Regions from separate parts of the Pan troglodytes genome. Here region 1 is linked to region 2. Evidence: chromatin contacts called from public Hi-C data. All regions are on one chromosome and are shown on one strand. The core of a region is the stretch at or near the end of the contact, and the rest is flanking DNA. Distances in the headings are between cores, read along the strand shown.

Evidence for each region. A called contact is a pair of places that touch in the nucleus more often than the background predicts.
Region 1: a contact with region 2 is called in a Hi-C map of induced pluripotent stem cells, with 2.1 times the contacts expected there. The contact joins two enhancer-like sites. A contact is called at or near these places in 2 of 7 Hi-C or Micro-C datasets (induced pluripotent stem cells and stem cell-derived neural progenitor cells) and 1 of 1 datasets of contacts at active chromatin or transcription factors (stem cell-derived excitatory neurons).

What each region holds. Positions count from the first base shown.
Region 1 is chr1:169,961,000-169,963,699 of NHGRI_mPanTro3-v2.0_pri, reverse strand. No RefSeq gene overlaps it. Among named protein-coding and RNA genes, the nearest start is that of NFIA, 34 kb to the right of the region's middle. Within about 2 kb of position 1,334, at least 10 of the 24 cell types and tissues checked have an H3K27ac peak or open chromatin away from gene starts, as enhancers often do. A contact at or near this core is called in induced pluripotent stem cells, where this site is marked.
Region 2 is chr1:169,408,478-169,411,277 of NHGRI_mPanTro3-v2.0_pri, reverse strand. No RefSeq gene overlaps it. Among named protein-coding and RNA genes, the nearest start is that of TM2D1, 140 kb to the right of the region's middle. Within about 2 kb of position 1,532, at least 1 of the 24 cell types and tissues checked has an H3K27ac peak or open chromatin away from gene starts, as enhancers often do. A contact at or near this core is called in induced pluripotent stem cells, where this site is marked.

The sequences.
Region 1 (2,700 bases), core at 85-2,584, 550 kb before region 2:
GTGAGCCTGAGAGTCGGAGCTTGCAGTGAGCCGAGATCACACTACTGCACTCCAGCCTGGGCGACAGAGCGAGACTCCTTCTCAAAAAAAAAAAGAAAAGAAAAGAAATATTAAATTATTAAGGCCCTGGTTTAATCCATGAGACAGTAGATTACAGCGGTAAATAGCATGAGCTCTGGGGTCAGACCGTAGGAGTTTGGGAAAGTGACTTCTAGACAACTTTGAGCAAATTACTTAGCATCTCTATGTCTGGGCTTCCTAATCTGGAGAATGAAGATGACAGTGGTACACATTTCAGATGGTTGCTTTGAGGATTAAATGAGATAATACCTGTAAAGTTTAGAACAATGCCAGGCACATGGTAAGGCTTGGAGTTAGTTATTGTAGAAGGGGCTCTATAAATAAATGTTTAATTGAAAAAAATCAACAGATCCATCTGGGGGTGGCAGTTAACCACTCTTACCCCAAAATGGAAACCTCTTGCTATTGGAATAACTTTCCAGAATAAAATATATGAAAGAAAACTTGATGAAATACAGGCATTAAATGTTATCACATAACCATCCGTAAATTCTGGGTTTCCACAAAGCAGTTCTTCCGAATCATAATTAAGGGTTTGAAAGTCAAATGATTTAACTGCTAGTTTTAATTACCTCTTGGTGAACTTTAGTGTGTTAGAATTGTCACAACTTTCCTTGAGGATTACTCTGAAGTCAAGCAATACAGTGGGAAATTATTAACTCCTACTTTGGTACAGCAATTATCTGCATTACAAGGTTTATGCAATTAGCTGTTTAAGATGTCATTATATTTTGCCATCTGGTACACAGGAGTTTATGCATATGAACAGGCACGTGTTGAAGTGATTTTCACTATATGACTTGTTCTCAACCCAAGTCATCGCTCTAATGAGGGGAAGTTGCCGTGCACCGTACATTAGTGGCAGGTGCACACTATCAAGCTTCATTTTCATCGAAGACCTTCATTTTTCCATTTTAAAGTATTCCGCACAAGTGCTGGAAAATTAATTAGTCGTTCGCAATTGAACAACGCCTGCAGACGTGTTCTTTAGCAGTTAGGCGGGGGCACGGCTTCAGGTAGGGGCCACTCCTCCTCGTCACCCGGACGGCTGCAAGGAACCCTCATTCTGTGCAAAGCCAGGGCGCAATCCAGTGCAGTAAACCTCCCCTCGCGAAGAGGGAAGCGGGGCTCGCTGTTGCACCCCAGGCCGAGCGCCCTAGGGGAGAGGGCGCCGCAGCGAGTCCCGAGATCCGAGCCCGGCCTCGACGCCGGAGCGCTCCCGGAGCTGCGTCCTTGCCCGAAGCGCATTAAAACGGCGCCCTCTGGTGTCAGCTCGCGGCGGCCGGGTAAAAGCAGTGGCGCTGGGGGTAGAGTTCTACTCGCCACCCTGTTCGCAAACTGAAAGATCCCCGAGTTTAGAAAGTGCCTTGCCGCTCTGCGGACGCTGTGTCCGCGGCCCCGCTGTCGCGCAGAGCTGGGCTGCGATCAGAAAGCCCGGCTCCCCTGGCCCCAGACAGTGGCTCCCGGGGGAACCAGCGTGGAGGGCGAGGAGGGACCTGATCTTCGAAGGCAGGAAGGACAGAACCCCCAAGCCACGACGGCAGCGGGGCGCGGGGACGGCCAGGCTCCAGCCACAGAGGCCCGAATTCGGCCCACACTGCCCGGCGGCAGGCCGCGAAGGAGCCCCGGGTAGTGGGGGCGGCAGGAAGGAGAGGCGCGCAGGGCCTTTGGGGCCTCCCCAAGCCCCGGGCTCCCGTCTGGGCTTTGTGGGTTGGCGGTGTCTGAATCGCCGACGGGCCGAGCCGTGCCGGGAAGGCGCGCGGCCCCGCGCGGGCACCTGGCTGAGGCCGCCCCGCGCTGCCATTGAAATGTGACACTGATGAACGAGCTAGGCCCGCGGCTTTCTTTGAGAGAGTTGGAAGTCGCCAGCCGCGAGATCTGGGGCTCTCAGGTTCCCTGGGAAACGTTCTCCCCGCACCCCCCTGCCTCCACCTTCGGCACTATTGCTATCCTCTCCCATTTCCCCCCAACACACACACACACACACACACACACACACACACACACACACACACACACCCCTCACGCGTTTTCGAGTGCCAGACCAAGAGTCTTAAGTTCAGCTCCAGGAAGACAGGGTAGTGGCGGGAAAGAACATTCTGACTACGGGGAAGTTTGAGTTGGTTGGGGCTGAGTCAATAAAGTCGCCCCTTGAGCCTTTTGTTTTGAGGCTTTGATTGCAACGGCGCCTTTCGCCTTTTATATTTGGGGCCTGGTGGGTGACAGTGAGGGGACAGAGGAAGGGGACGAAGCACGTGGAACCTGGCCCCTTTTGGGATGTTTCTGCACCAGCTTTTGTTGGGGGAGAGGATGGGAAGGGAAGGAGGGAGAGTGGGTGCCTTACAAGCAACCAGCAAGGATTTCTTGAGAGACAACAACGTGCGGAGCACTGAATCAGGCACCAGCAGCGCTTACTGAGAATGAGAATAGGATCTTGCAAGCTGATTAGCGAGAGAAAAATTCAAAAAAGGGACAAATTGGTTAGATTAAGTATCCAAATAGATGCAGCAAAGCTGAGTAAACAAATCAAGGATGGGTATTGGAATTGGCTAGTGGAGTCTCAGAGCATCTGTGTGTGGACATCTCCGTGAGTCCATTGCAGTTCAGAGGTTGTTCTAT
Region 2 (2,800 bases), core at 283-2,782:
TGTAAGGCAATTTTAATCTTTACTGAACTCTCTTGAAGCCTATCAAACGGAATCCCAAATGCACAGCAAAACATCTTAAAATTGCCTTTCCCTATCTCTCTCAAGTCGTATATGTCACACATTTATGGCTCTCTCCTCCTAATTTTTTTCCTCCCTCTTTCCATATTCCTCCCAAACTCTCTTAAGCTCAACTACAAGAACACTTGTCTTTTCACCCCAGCCCCATTCCCCGCTTTCTGGATTTATTCCTCTGGTGGCTAGTAGATCTCTCTCCTTTCTAAAGTAAATCAATTTCACATTTCTGCCCCCCTACACCAATCAACACCACATTATTTTTATATTTGTGGCAGAGGTTTAATAGGTAGAACAAGGGGATGCTTTGCAGAGGCTAGAACACTCAAGAGAAAGATTTGTTTTCTTTGTCATTTGAACAGGAAGCATATATAAACCATGCTGTAAAGTTTCTTTCTGGTGGCTCCCATATTTTAGGTTACTGGCCACCCTAAAAACCTAAGCCCTAAAAACCTGTTACCTTCCCATGTAACAGAAGCTTAATGTAAATGACTTTCATAAGCCTATATTCCTTTAACTTATTTTTTTCTTCTTTATCCATAGCAGATTTAAGTCTGGATTCCTTGACTCATCCAAAGTGGCTAAGTGCAAGAATGCTATTTTTTTTTAATGCCTGTCTTCCCCATTAACTCCCAGAGGGCAGGGGTATTGGCCATCTAGGTGACCATTAGCACTGTCCCTGGAAAATGGAACACACTCATTACTTCTTATATTTAGCATCTGTTGAAGGGAATTTGAATGTGAGCATAAATTTCTTAAAGGATCTTTCAGTCCCTTGAACAAAGTGTGAACCAAGTGTCATCCAAGTTATACAACATGGAGTACATACAATTGCATTTCACTCTAATTCAAGCCTCATAAGAACAGGTGACCCAAGAAGCAATCTCAACCCCTCATAGATTTTTCTCCAATACCTAATCTGCAAGCCAAGGATCTTTGGGGTACAGAAAAAGTCATTTTTTTTTCTTTCCTTTGAGGGAAGTGACAGATACAAAGTTTTCGTACTCAGCTCCTAACTGCCCCCAGCTCACCCTGGCAGCTGAAGAGTTAATCTGCTGCCACCTAGTGGTTCTTGGCCAACGTGCGGGAACCCCAGCTCACATAAGGTGAGGGTGACTGGGGTGGGTGTGGGCTGTCTCCATGAAGAGGACAAGGTTCTCAAGTGGCTTTGTCTTCCCACCCCCAAAGTTTGTCTCTCTCTTTCTCTCTCTCTCTCTCTCTCTCTCTCCCCCCCTCTCTCTCTCTCTTCTCTCCTCTCTCCTCTCTCCTCTTTCTCTCTCTCTCTCCCCTTCTCTGGGGCCTGTTTCCTGTAGACCTGAGGCAAAGCAGTAGTTCAGGCTGGGATTTCTTGCAAGTTTTCCACTGTGGGGTGCCACAACAGCTGTGACCCTGGCTTGATTTTGATGTAGACTTCAAGGGCGCCGTCCCCAGCAGGGAGAACATTTTTACCTCAGGAGCCTATTCACATTGGTAGCCTTGGCAGGGAAAGTTCCAGAAGCTTTGATTACACAAATACCTCTGCTAGGTACAGGCCCGTCTTGGCAACCTGGGGAGAGAGAATGTGCACATGGGCTGATTAAACCAAACGACCCGTTTCCTTTGCCGGGGCTGGGGGCTGGGGGTCTTCGGCTTGGAAATGATTTTTTCCTTGGCTGTGTTGCCTGGAAACTTTGAGGGTTTAATTAGGACTGGGGAGGTTTTTGGCTCCCGCAGCTGCCTCTGCTCTCCCTCAGGGTTACTGAGTGAGAATGTGTGCATGCGTGTGTGTGTGTGTGTGCGTGTGTGTGTGTGTGTGTGTGTCCCCTGCAGTGCAGGCCAAAGCCGTCTGGAGAAGTTAATTGTGTACCAAGGCAGATGTGGCTCTTTTTATTTCAATTGATTTCAGTTAATAACTTTTAACCTCTGAACCGCAGTGAGGCTGCGTGTGGTTTATGTATCATGTACTGGAGCCCGGACAACTGAGTGGAAATGGTAGCTATTACCTTACTGCCGCCATCCATCTAGGGCCAATCTTTGGAAACTTTTCTAAATGTTCTCAAGCAAATCCAGAAAGGACATCCTCCATCAGTGTCTCTCTGGCTCTGTGAATTCCTAGGAAGAAGTAAGACAAGAGCCGGCCTGCCCCAAAGCAGTTATCTTATTTGGTCAGGAGGAAAAAGTTGGAGTAAACAAATTAAAATGAAACATTTTTTCATCCTTTATTGACTTCAGTGTTCTTTTTATTAACCTCAACATTACCAAGCAGTTACTCTCCCATTTGGAGACTTGGAGAAAGAAGAAGAATTTTCTTTTCTGCTTTTCTTTGATATGTATATATGTTTGTATTTATTTTTCAACTACCAATGTTATACACAAACATGTTCTGGTTATATAAGGATTAAATACAGAAGTATAAGCCCTCTTGCTCACAGGCAGATTTTCCAGCTGGGGTCAAGGCAGGTGCAGGTGCATTGTGACCCACCCCTTTTCTTCCTTCCCTCCCTCTTTTCTTTTCTGCTTTCCTTTCCTCCTTCCTTCAGAGGAAGATTCAGAGACACAGGTCTTTCCTTCATGGAGCATGTGGAAATGAGCTCCCACATACCATGTGTATTTGTTTGCTAGGCCTGCTGTAAGAAGATACCACACAAAGGTCTAATATCCAGCATCTATAAGGAACTTAAACAAATTTACAAGAAGAAAACAACCCCATTAAAAAGTGGGCAAAGGACATGAACAGATACTTCTCAAA